Regions from separate parts of the Mus musculus genome. Here region 1 is linked to region 2. Evidence: chromatin contacts called from public HiChIP or PLAC-seq data. All regions are on one chromosome and are shown on one strand. The core of a region is the stretch at or near the end of the contact, and the rest is flanking DNA. Distances in the headings are between cores, read along the strand shown. Region 1 overlaps Col4a2 (collagen, type IV, alpha 2). Region 2 has its middle 22 kb from the start of Myo16.

Region 1 (6,295 bases), core at 472-2,971, 1.2 Mb after region 2:
GCCATCTTAGCCAGGAAGTTGATAAACGAGGTGAGGATTCCTGCCCATTTTCTCAGTGTCCAGAGCATGAAAACTATGCTATGTCTTCATGGCTCTTGTTAGATCATTGCTGTGGTGACCAGAGGCTTGTGCCCATGTACAAAGCCACCCTGTACCGCCTCATATGGTAGGAGCTGGCCTAGATACATCCCTGATGCCTCCACACAGAGAGATCCATTTCCCTTTGAGTCTGAAAAATACCAGCAAAGAGGAAATTCTTATTTGCATTAAAGTTAAATCAAGGTGTAGCTAAATTAGTTCCAGAATGAAGGCTTATAACAATTGTATTTAAATAATTTGGAGGTCCAATTATAATGGGGTTGGGACAGAAAGCTTGAAGAGTCTGGATAGGCAGAGTGTGATATAAAGAAGCAACTAAACTCTTGAGTAAAGAAAGAAATGTCCTCCCATGTGCTTCTAGGGCAAAGTGTCTTCCTTTTCTCTACAGCCATTTGAGAACCACTGACCCTCTGGTAAAAGAGGCCAGCCATGAGCATCTCCCAGAGAAATGCCTCCTTCCTCCTTTCTTATTTGGCGACTTACTTCTTTGTCAAGTAGCTTAGTCATAACTGAGAAAGAACCAGGATGCACACTTTTCCTGTCTGCAAACCTCCCCTGCCACTTCCCAACAGAGCCCGTGCCCCACCCCACCCTCCAGAGAGGACCCCAGCTTGGACAGGATTTCCCACCATCATACTGTCTGGCCTCCTCCCTCTTCCTGCTATACAGGAATGCAGAGGCCAAGGTCTGGCCCTCTCTGGGATCTGTGGCAGCATCTATTGCTGTTGAACATAGTTGGGTGTGTTTAACCACATCTGGACACCAACACATAAAGAGAGTATTTTTAGCCAACACCGAGACAGGCCTGCTCCAGCCCTGGCTTCTGTTGGTTTCCTTCTGCTCTTCTGTTGATCCATCATGGTCTCCTTCTGCCACAGTGGCCATGAGCCTTCACATCCTACCTATCTCACCATACAAGCTGGTCAGTCCCATTGGACCTGGGCCCAGAGAGACCCCAGCACCCCAGTGCCCTTTGCCCTCCTTGGCTCTTCTGTCCTTCCCTTTTGTGGGTGCTGAGTTCTCCAACAACAGCACTTTGTTATCTGCATCTCACCTGATTGGAATTTACCATTCTAGAAATGAATGAGCTGTTTCACTCTAGAAGGGGAAGGAAGCGGGATTACTCATGCTGGCTCTTGGCGTTGGGTTTTTGTTTCTTGCTGTTTTTTTGGTGGTTTTTTTTTTTAACCTTTTCTTTTTGAATCCAAAAATTCCTGACTGAGGAAGACTAGCAATTAAGGATAGAGTTGTGTCTCCCTTGGTTCTGTGGGCCTGTTGTTCTAGCTACTTGAGGGGCTGAGGCAGGAGGAGCACAAGTGGAAGGTTTGCCTGAGCGACAGAGTGAAATCAGTTGCCAGCCTGGATGATCTGGTAGATCCTGCCTCAAAATACAAATGCAAGAAGCAGACTAGAGCTGTAGGTCAGTGGTGCAGCACTTGCCTAGCAAGCAGGAGAGCCTGGGTTCCATGCCAGGCACTGGAAACAAACAAACAAACAGTCCCGTAAGAATAAGGTATAGTCTTGCCAGAAAGTTCTGGAATAAGGAACAACTGGACTACAGTGATATTTGAAACAGCTGTGGTTTGAGTCTCTTGAGCCAAGTCTGACCTTTGGGCTATCCATCCCCTATGAAAACAAGGGAGCAAAGCAGGTCAAAGTCTGTTTCCTTAACAGAGGAGAGACAGACAGACAGACCAACCAATTTAAAATTGCCTTTTTGAGCTGGGTGGTGGTGCATACCTTTAATCCCAGCACCCAGGAAGCAGAGGCAGGCAGATCTTCATGAGTTCCAGGGCAGCCTGTGCTACACACAGAAAAGAAAACCCTGTCCAAAAAAATGCCTTTTCATGGGCACTTCAAGGAGGCCTGATGTCTAAGGTTCTCCCTCCTCAGTTCTGCTGTGGGGCAGACAATATCCCTGTCTTCTAGTCAAGGCTGCATCCTCCTTAGGTTTACCTTGAATCTCTAAGAATAAAGACAAAAGGAGGTGTCTGATCTCTCACCCTTTTAGAGTCTTGTTCCCATATACATGTCATGAGTTAAAAGACATGTAACTCTTATAATGCCATCTACACATCTCAGACAGACAGACAGACAAACAGACATGATGTTCACCTGAAAGTGACCCTGCCTCAGGACTCCTGTTCTCTCTCTCTCTCTCTCTCTCTCTCTCTCTCTCTTTCTCTCTCTCTCTCTCTCTCTCTCTCGTGTGTGTGTGTGGTTTTCATAGACTCTTCTTTCTAAAACCATGGTAAAACATACAACATAAAATTACCACCTTGGTCTCTGCAGTGAAAATCTTGGGGTTTTAAAGAACAGCAGTCATGACACCGTGAGGAGAAATATCTCCTGCACAGAGCAGACAGCTCGAGAGATACTGCTTTTGGTCCCTGCTACCTATGATGGGAGCTGAGTAGACGGGAGGAGGAAGAATCAATCCGAGGGAAAGAGCCTTCTGGCCTCCCATGCGAAGGCATGGGGCTTGGGGACTGTGTGTAGGCAGGAGCAAACAGAAAAGCCCAGGGCCCTGTCCCCAGTCAGTCTCTGGTGCAGTGGTGAGGGCCTGACTCGGAAGGAACCAGAGGGAAAGAAAGGGCAAGATGCATCCTGGGCCGAACTCAAGTGACTGGGCCTTTTTGCTCAGAATCACAGTGCTAATCTGTGTGCTGAGTGCCAAAGGCACGTCCATCAAAACTGTGCACTCACAGTCAGCCAGGGACATTCTTCTCCACTGGTTCTACTTGGTTTGAATTGCCGTATTTAAAACTACTGGGGTAGGCAGACATTGGCTTATCTGCAGAGTCAAGCTAATGTAAAATATGCTTCCACTGCAAGACAGTGTGCCAAAGTATTTCCATTTCATGCCCTGCATTTTTTTCCTTGAGCTGCAGACCCAGAGGGGATCGGGCATGTGGCCAGTGAGCACATTGGGCTGAGGGAGCTCTGTCCTCGGGGTCACAGAGGCCCAAAAGCCACCTTGGTGCTTCTGGAAATTCAGCCTTATGTTCATTGTGGGTGAAAATGTGGAAAGTGGAGGCTGGCAAGATGGCTGAGCTGTAAAGTTCTTGCCATACAAGCATGAGGCCTTGAATTCAAACCCCAGAACCCCATGAAAAAGTCGACAAAGGTGGTTGTATCCCTGCATTCCCAGTGCATGGGAAGTGGAGATGGGCAGACTTCGGGGGTTCGCTGGCTAGCCAGTTGAGCTGAATATGTGAGCTGTGAGATCAGGGAAATTCCTTGTTTCAGAAAATGTGGCGGAAAACAATTGAGAAAGCAACCTGAGGTCTACATCTGTCCTACACACACAGATACACACACACACACACAGAAACACACAGACACACACACAGATACTCATAGACACACACACATAGAGAGAGACACACAGACATACAGACACATAGACACACACACAGACACACACTCACACACAGACACTCACACACATATACACAGATACATACATAAACACATAGACACACATATACATACACACACAGACACACACAAATACACACATAGTCACATATAAACACACATACAAACATACACATACACAAACATAAACACATACAGACATACATACACACTCACACTCAAACACATACACAGTCACTCACAAACACACACTCACTGAGGACCAGTGTCCCAATCACATCCAATATGGACCACCAGACTCACTCCTTCTGAGACCCATCCACCAAGTGGTGTGGACAAGGGAGCTTACCCAAAAAGGCACTTTGTCCCATTCAGTGTGGTCTCTGACAAAACTGTCTGAGCCCAGAGGAGCCATGATTCCTTCCCTGAATACATAAAATACCAAACTAGAAACAGTCCCACCCCTAGTTGGAGGTCAGAAATGAGGACAGGAACAAGCACACGGTTCCAATTCCCCCTTCACATCCCAGTCCTGGGTCAGCCTGCAGCCCTGGACTTTGCCTTTCCGACTCTGATAGGGACCCTGCAAGGGGCCCTTGCTACCTTGGGGACCTCGGTCTGCCTGGGACTGCTGTCTGGGCACCAGTAGCATCTACATCTTAATCCTGGCAGCTTGCACACCTACAGGCAAGCGTTCGGAGATGGCAGTGAGGAGGGTTGCTTTCTTTTGCTTACCTGTGAGAAGGCAAAGGAATTCTTGTTTTGCAAAACTCTCATCTTTGTACATGAGGGCCTGAACCCTGAGGGTTCAGGTCACACGTGTGATCCTGAGCTTCAGTGAAGACTATAAAAGGGGACAATATGATCTATGGCTTCTAATCCCCATAAAAATGAGCTTTCCTTACACAGCCAACATTAATTACAACCTTAACAAAGTTGAGGCTGAAAGTATTAAGGTGAACCTGAGCTCGACCATCCTTGAACAAGCATTCAGAGTGGATTATGGGAATCAGAAAGCTACAGCAGGCTTCAGGAGTGTTCCTGGAAGTTCAGAGTGGCTGGAAGCTCCTTTGAAGTCAGCGTGACAACTGTTCCTTCCCACCAGACCGCCTCCACCGCTCTCTTCAGGCTTTTGATTATTATTTCCGGTCCCAGTGGTCAGTCCTGTGCATTGGTCTCTAGTTGAACGTCTGTCCAGTGTCAATAAAATTTCATGTAATTCCCTGCAAAATCCCAGCCATGTCTTAAAGACTGAAATGCTATGCAATTACAGATGAAGTTCCGTGATGTTTTTCGTAAGCATCTCCTGGTGAAATCACACTGGAAGTCACCTGGTGAAGGCAGGATGGGTGATAGGAACATAGCAAGACCTCAGTACTTCCTCACACAGACATCTCATTGGCTGTGTGTCTGTACCCACAATGCTCTGGACCCTCCCCTCCTGTCGCCTCTGCCTCTCCATCAGACTTCAGGACTTATTCAATGTCTTCTCCCAAGAAAGGAGAGCCAGCTCTTCCATAACGCAAGTGTCCTGTCTTGGAACCTCTTTCTACAAGATGCACCTGCCCACTGCAGTGTCACCCTCTGCATCCAGGTCACATGGGTCAAATCAAGCTCCATTTGTCACAGCTGTAACCTTTCATGTCTTAAGCCTTTGTCCTCCTCTGTGAGAGAACTTTAGAATCTGCCCAGTGCATGTGGCCAAAAGGATTCCATTCAGTAATGTAGGGGAAGCCCTTAACGGGGCCTGGTGTAGAATAACCACCTCCCAAAGGCTCTGGTTACCACACTTCCTGTCCATCCCCCCTGCCTTTGGACCTCAGAGCGTGCCTCCTCCAGGAATAGTAATTCCAAGAGCTTTCCAGTCCGGGAGTATACCGCTCCTTCCATCTCTTACCCCAGCCCTGTAAAGCCCAGGCAGCTAGCTCACATCTCTATTCTAATCTGCTCAGCAGCAGAGGAAAGCACTTAGCTTGGCTGCTGAGCTGCTGTCAGAAGATTGGGTAAAACCTCATCTCCAACTAAAGGGCCCGTGGCTGTGGCTGTGGCTGTGGCTGTGGCTGTGGCTGTGGCTGTGGCTGTGGCTGTGGCTGTGGCTGTGGCTGTGGCTGTGGCTGTGGCTGTGGCTGTGGCTGTGGCTGGCTCTGTTTAAAGTATCTGCCTAAGGTTCAGGAATGCCTTTCCACACATACCACAAAGCTGGGGCTGGGTGCACTGGCCTCCACTATCCCCTGACCTCAGTTCTCATGCACCCCTAGAGAGCACACACCACAGTTGCCCTGGTCTTCTCTCATTGACCAGGCAGAACCAGGCTACCTTCCAGCCAGGATTCCTGGTATCAAGCCTCAACATTGTCACCTCCTTGAGACAGATTCACATCGAAGCCTCAGCCTGTTCTCTCAAAGGCTAGGGTGTGACCCACTCGCTCCCACACTCCCAGCTGGCTTTTCTGAGTTTGTCTCCCCACAGTGGAGAGGTCAAGGGGGTGTTGGAATGAAAAACAAAGAAATCCAGTTTGGCTTGTGTTGTTTTAAGAGAGGAATTTATTCTGTGGGTGTCAGTGAAGCGTTAAAACCCCCCAGCTCCCTACAGAGGCCTCCTGCTGTGACCCACACCCCAAGAATTCTGTTCCTGTGATCAGTTACAGCTGGGCCTTGAGTGGCGTCTCAGCTCTGGCCTGTTGCCTTTCAAACCGAATTGTCAAGGTAAACATCTTCATAGATCCTCAGCCACGTGGACAACATGATTAGGAAGATCAGAAAAGTCAGACTAGGAACGTCTGTGCTCCTGAGGTTTGGCTTTACCAGAGAGCTAT
Region 2 (5,935 bases), core at 968-3,467:
GTGCCTTTGAAATTTTTATGTCTTTTACCTCAGTAACCACATTTTTAATTTACCCCAAGGAGGCGATTAGAGACACATGTCGCTTACATGCAAAGACCTCAAACCCATTGCCTTGCCCCAAATTTAGAAACAGCAGTAATGTCAAATGACAGATCAGTTGTTAGGTATTTTTTGGTGCTTTTGTTTGATGGGATAATATTCAGCCCAGTCAAGCAAGTCATTAAACCAGCGAAAGTTATTTTCTTGATGAATATTTAAAGACACAGGAAACATCTCATGATGTATTTGAAGGCAGGAAAATTTACCTTGATAAGCTAAGAGAATAATTGCAAAGAGCACGTAAAAGGCAGAATTATTACCTATGGGGTGTGGAGCCATAATTCATATATGTTTATAATATAATTAATAATATATTCATAATTCATATATTTAAAAAGATTTATTTTATGTATATGTGTACACTGTAGCTGTCTTTAGATACACCTCTGGACATCAGATCCCATTACAGATGGTTGAGAGCCACCATGTGGGTGCTGGGAATTGAACTCAGGACCTCTGAAAGAGCAGTCTGTGCTCTTAACTACTGAGCAATCCCTCCCGCCCCCATGATTTATATTTTAAAAATAGTTTATACTTTCATTCATTTATTTCACGGTATTCATTTTATTTGTGCATTGCTTTTATAGTAATAAAGAGGGGTGGTTTTGTTTCACATGATTTGAGGAAGATGTGGTCCAGTTTAGGAATAGTCGAGAAGCATAGCAATCCTTCTGAATATATATGGCTAGGATCCTGGTGGTCCTTCATCGTTTTTACATCCTCAGAAGCAAAGCAACAATCAGAACTGTGATTTTACAAAATTTCTCCCCAGCATGAACAGAAATTGCTTACGGCAAGGAATCTTGCTAGCAAACCAAGCTTTGCAGCATGTTTGACAAGAAAGGGAGCATAGACATGAACATTAGTTACCCAGAGAGGTGGAGCAGTTGGAGCCTCCCTCCCTGTTGCCCCCATAGGTCCCAGGTACCACTCAAATGATTCAGCACCAGACGTGACTGGATAAAACTGAGAGACAGGGTAGGAATGTGGCTCGGACCTGTTACTCACATATCAGAAACCAGCACAGGACCTATGTATACCAGTGTCTTAGTTAAGGTTTAATGCTGTGAGCAGATACCATGACTAAGGCAACTCTTATAAGAACATTTAATTGGGGCTGGCTTACAGGTTGATAGGTTCAGTCCATTATCATCAATGCAGGAAGCATGGCATCATCCAGGCAGGCATGCTGCAAAAAGACCTAAGAGTTCTACATCTTCATCTGAAAGTTGCTAGCAGAATCCTGGCTTCCAGGCAGCTAGGATGAGGCTCTTAAAGTCCACACCCACAGTGACATGCCTATTCCAACAAGGCCACAACTACTTCAACAGGGCCACACATTCTAATAGTGCCATTCCCTGGGCCGAGCACATACAAACCATCATGACCAGCATAACATGGCTGAGGCAGGAATGCTTGTGGTTGTGGTGGGGTTTGGTTTTAGGGATGCTTCCCAGAGTTGGGTCTTTTCTCTTTTCTCCCCCTTTCTCCAGCCATCAGCTCCTGATGAGGTGGATTCTCTTCCATGTGCTCAAACCAAGTCTCCTCCTCACCCTAGAAGACAGGGTTGCCTGTTGCAGTCTTGACAGTCCTTTATTTTGTCTCTTTGCTGTTTTAAAGCCTTTCTGAACAAGATTAATTGGAGGAATCTATGAGTAAAAGGAGCCTTACTATCTCAATTGTGTCCATTAAAAAAAATCTCAAGGAAACATTCACAGGAAACAACTTACACTAAAAACACCAACCGGAATTAGCATCAGGATAATGTAAGGTCTAAATGGCCAGAGAGGGAATTCACTGAGTTCACAGTCGAATGGGGAAGGAGCTCTGGGGAGGGTGTTCCTTTTGGCATTTGAGCAGAGAACACCCATGAACCTGTTAAAAATATGAACCCCAAGAAATAAGGTAGAAAAGCAAACAAAAACAACAAACAAACGTCTCTGAATATGAGTGTTAATACTTTTGTAAATCTGCCAAGATTCTCAGTACAACCGTCCCGGATTTGATATTCAGAAAAGCAGGGCAGAATTGCTGACACGGACTCTGCATAGACAGCCATTCACGGAGTGAATGCCGCAGCTCTCCTGCCGCTGTTCTCCCTGGATGACTAATATATCAAGCATGGTATTTGTTTTGTGCTCTGAAGAACTTGCTCCATCACCATAGTAACCTCTTCATGTTGGCGGAAGCTGATGTCATTTAAAGTATTATTCATTCGTGGTGAATTGATACCCAGAGTACTAATAAGTCTTGGGAGGTAAAAAGAGCTAACTATACATACTGGCTAAGCATTGCTTAGCCCTTTCCCCTGAGGGTCCTTGAGTGCCCAGTGAGAGCCAGGCAGAGGACAATTTAGAAAGCCATACGTGTTCGGGCTTCATACACAGTGCAAGTCCATGCTAACTCACGGCTTAGTTTTCTCAGTGGATGCGTGGTGCTGTGTTCATCTTGTAGTGCTGCTATGACAAAGTACCTCAGACTAAGTGGCCTAAAGAACAGAAGTTTATTTTATCATTGACCTGAAGGGAGTCTAAGATCAGAACATTAGAAATCCTGGGATGTGGTGAGGCTTTAGTCTCTGCTCCTAAAGGACCATGTTCCCATGGATGGCAGGACAGAGGGTTGTTACAAAACTCTAGGACCAACAAAGATGATTAGTGACCCCCCAAAATGGCTTTAATAAAATGACAGAGATGAAGCCTCATTGCAATGGCAGCAGAAACCTGTAAATAAAGTAGAGGGCACACAGAATTTAACTTATAAAGATTAGAAATAGTGGAAGGTGATAAGGACAGGTAACAGGGATAGAAAGGCAACTTCCTGGCACAGGATGGCGAATATTTATGTGCAGTCAGCAAACACAAGTAGATAAAGTAATTAGGAGGTGAGAAGAGAGAAAGAAGTGTGGTCAGGGAGGTTTACCCCGAGGAAGGTGCGCACAGGCTTGGAAAGACGTGATAAAGAAACAGGTCTTCCTTTTGTTTGTTTGTTTTTATTAGACATTTTCTTTATTTACCTTTCAAATGGTGTCCCCTTTCCTAGTTTCCCCTCCAAAAATCCCCTATCCCCTCCCCTCCCTGCTCCCCAACCCACCACTCCTGTTTCCTGGCCCTGGCATCCCCTTGTACTGGGGCATAGAACCTTCACAGGACCAAGGGCCTCTCCTCCCACTGATGACCGACTAGGCCATCCTGGAAGAGGTCTTCTTAAGAACTTAAGGTACCTGACACCTCGGTTGTTAGGGTTCAGAGACCCAGCTGTGCACCTCCTGCTCAGTGGATCGGGAAGACAGGTCTGGAACTGATAAACTTTGCGCTTGAGGAGATGGTATATCTCCTGTGGAGGGTTTCAAGAATCTGTGTGAGATATCCTGACCTCTGTCCAGGAAGAGTGCTGTTTTAATTTTATGTTTTCTCTTTACTGGGAAAAATAAAAGCAATACATATTTGTTGGACACAGTAAAATACTTCAGCATACAGTCATCATGGTGTCTAATTATGAAGTCAAGGTCATTAGAATTTCTGGTCCTCGAATCTTTGTCTCCAGACTGAGCATCTCTTGCACTGCGTCCTAAAGCACGTGAGTGGCCACATTGTTCTGCTCTGGTCCAGCCTGTCACCAGCTTCCTCTGCTCTCTCAAGTTACCAGGCCTCACCGTGCTCTTCTATTCTCTGAGGACAACATGTTTAGGCTCCAGGTATGAGAGAGAACCTGGGCTATTTCTCGAAAGAAGATGCAAATGATCAAAAGGTCCCTATGAGACAGCACTCAGTCTTACAAGCAACCGAGGAAGTATGAATCCAAATAGTCAGAATGGGAGATAGAATGGACAGATTCTGCTGAAGAAGTGAAGGGAAGAAGATTCTTGTCACTGATGCTGGGGCCGTAAATTAGCATCATCACCATGGAGAAGGAACGGTATCTTGGTCCTCAAAGACTACAAATAGAACTACTGCATGGTTCAGCTACCTACATGTGAATGCATTCCCAGAGGAGATGCAATAAAAGTCCCTCCTCCCATTTGCACTTCTGTGCTGATCGCAACACCAAAGATGCTGATTCACTAACGTATCCATCAACACACACAAGGACACAGTAAATGTGACACCCTCCCCCAAACATGATGAGATATTATTCAGCCATAACAATGGATCCTTTTCTGTAGAGTTGTCTTAGCTGTATTTGTGTGTCAACTTGACACAAGCTAGAGTCATCAATTGGGAGGAAGGAGCCTCAGTTGAAGAAAAGCCTTCATGAGATCCAGCTGTAACCCGTATCCTCAAATAGTGATCAGTTGGGAGGGCCCAGCCCATGGTGATGATTCTGGGTTCTATAAGAAAGCAGGGTGAGCAAGCCATGTGAAGCAATCAATAAGCAGCATTCCTCCATGGCCTCTGCATCAGCTCCTGCTTCCAGGCTCCTGCCCTGGACAAACTTCAAGGTACCGTGGCAAGGGAAAGCGTAGCTTTTCATCCACTGTATGTAAAAGTGGATGAGTGGCCTGATATGGGAAAACAATCTCAAGTGATACTCTGTAAAAAAAAAAAAAAAAAAAAAAAAAAACTCAGATCTGTCACATGTAGTCCTCATAACACCCCCTGCAGAAAGTTGTACCTCTGTATTGGGGAAAATGTTAAAGTCTCAAAGAGACACTGTTTCCTAGCAGCAGGGAGGGTGGGCTATACCCTGCACTAGTACTTCATTCATTCAGTGATAGCTATTAGGTCCAAAGTTGTCCCCAAATGGTGCCGTGGCTGACGTCCTAAATGGCAGTGTGGCCTCAGCTTGGGTTGGACCCTGATGGGATAAACAGAAGAATTTCTATCTAAACAGCATTCTTCAGAAGTCTTGTACCATTTCTGTTTGTCAAGAAAAGCCAATGCTTTCCTGATCTATCACCCACAGCCACTACCTCCAGCAAGGAACCTGATGAACTCAAACAAGGTTTGCACAGATTTGTATACCCACTGGCTCCTGCTTTATTCTGGCTTACACGCACAACCCCCAACTCCCTGTCACCATAAGCCTGGCAAAGCTTCTCACACTTTTTCTTGTTCTCTCTGCCCCTGAGCAATAGGCTGGCAGTTTGATTCTATTCACAGATTGGTCAGGTTCAGCTGTTTTACTGCACACTTGTTTATATATGGTGGCAAAACCAGGAGAGACATTTTGGATCCCACATAACCCAGCTCCTCCTATCCAAATCACATTGCCAATTTGACCCTCCTGGGAATGGATCATTTGCCTTCACTGGCCTCTACCACACAGCGTACCAGTTCCAAATCTAGAATGTGCCTCTTGCTGCTTCTCTCCTTTACTGCTCTACCTGTGGGCCTCAGACTCTGGAGAGGCTGTCCTCTTGGAGCTGTCTCTCCCACTCACTAGCTCACGTTGTAACTCCAAGCAGCTTCCCTCTGCCTTCCTGGGTGCCTCTGCCCACAGACAGGCTAAGGCCTGTGATCCTGGGCATCTCTCTGACAAGTCTTGATCTCTTGGGGACTTCCTCAGATTGAGAATCTGTCCAACCACGCTGAGTTAGTCCCTCCCCGTGTCTCTGCTCCTATGCTAATTCTCCCCCCTCCTATCTCTTTCCTCATACAATATATCTTTATTATAGTTCTCCCTTCCTCTACTTCCCCCAGTTCCTCTCCACCTCTCTCCTCACCCCTCCAGATCCACCTCCTTTCTGTCCCTCATTAGAAAAGAACAGGCTTTCCAGATACAACAATGAAACATGATACAATAAATTAAGATGAAGTAAAAGCTATTATATCCAAGTTGGACACAGCAACCCAACAGGAAGCAAAGAGTCCCAAGAGCAGGCACAAGAGTCAGA

The links. HiChIP or PLAC-seq counts read pairs in DNA pulled down with a chosen protein or histone mark.
Region 1: a FOXA1 HiChIP or PLAC-seq map of pancreatic cancer cells shows a contact between it and region 2. The contact joins two enhancer-like sites. A contact is called at or near these places in 3 of 39 promoter capture datasets (the C10 cell line, hippocampal neurons and pre-B cells), 2 of 115 datasets of contacts at active chromatin or transcription factors (astrocytes and pancreatic cancer cells) and 1 of 9 other capture datasets (liver).

The regions. Positions count from the first base shown.
Region 1 is chr8:11,322,205-11,328,499 of GRCm38.p6, forward strand. All of the region lies in intron 3 of Col4a2 (collagen, type IV, alpha 2), which reads left to right. It overlaps Gm46030 (a long non-coding RNA gene), which reads right to left. Exons shown (of 3, transcript XR_003947510.1): 2 at 1-229. Among named protein-coding and RNA genes, the nearest start is that of Col4a1, 13 kb to the left of the region's middle. Within about 2 kb of position 1,722, at least 59 of the 459 cell types and tissues checked have an H3K27ac peak or open chromatin away from gene starts, as enhancers often do. A contact at or near this core is called in astrocytes and pancreatic cancer cells, where this site is marked.
Region 2 is chr8:10,128,799-10,134,733 of GRCm38.p6, forward strand. No RefSeq gene overlaps it. Among named protein-coding and RNA genes, the nearest start is that of Myo16, 22 kb to the right of the region's middle. Within about 2 kb of position 2,218, at least 61 of the 459 cell types and tissues checked have an H3K27ac peak or open chromatin away from gene starts, as enhancers often do. A contact at or near this core is called in astrocytes and pancreatic cancer cells, where this site is marked.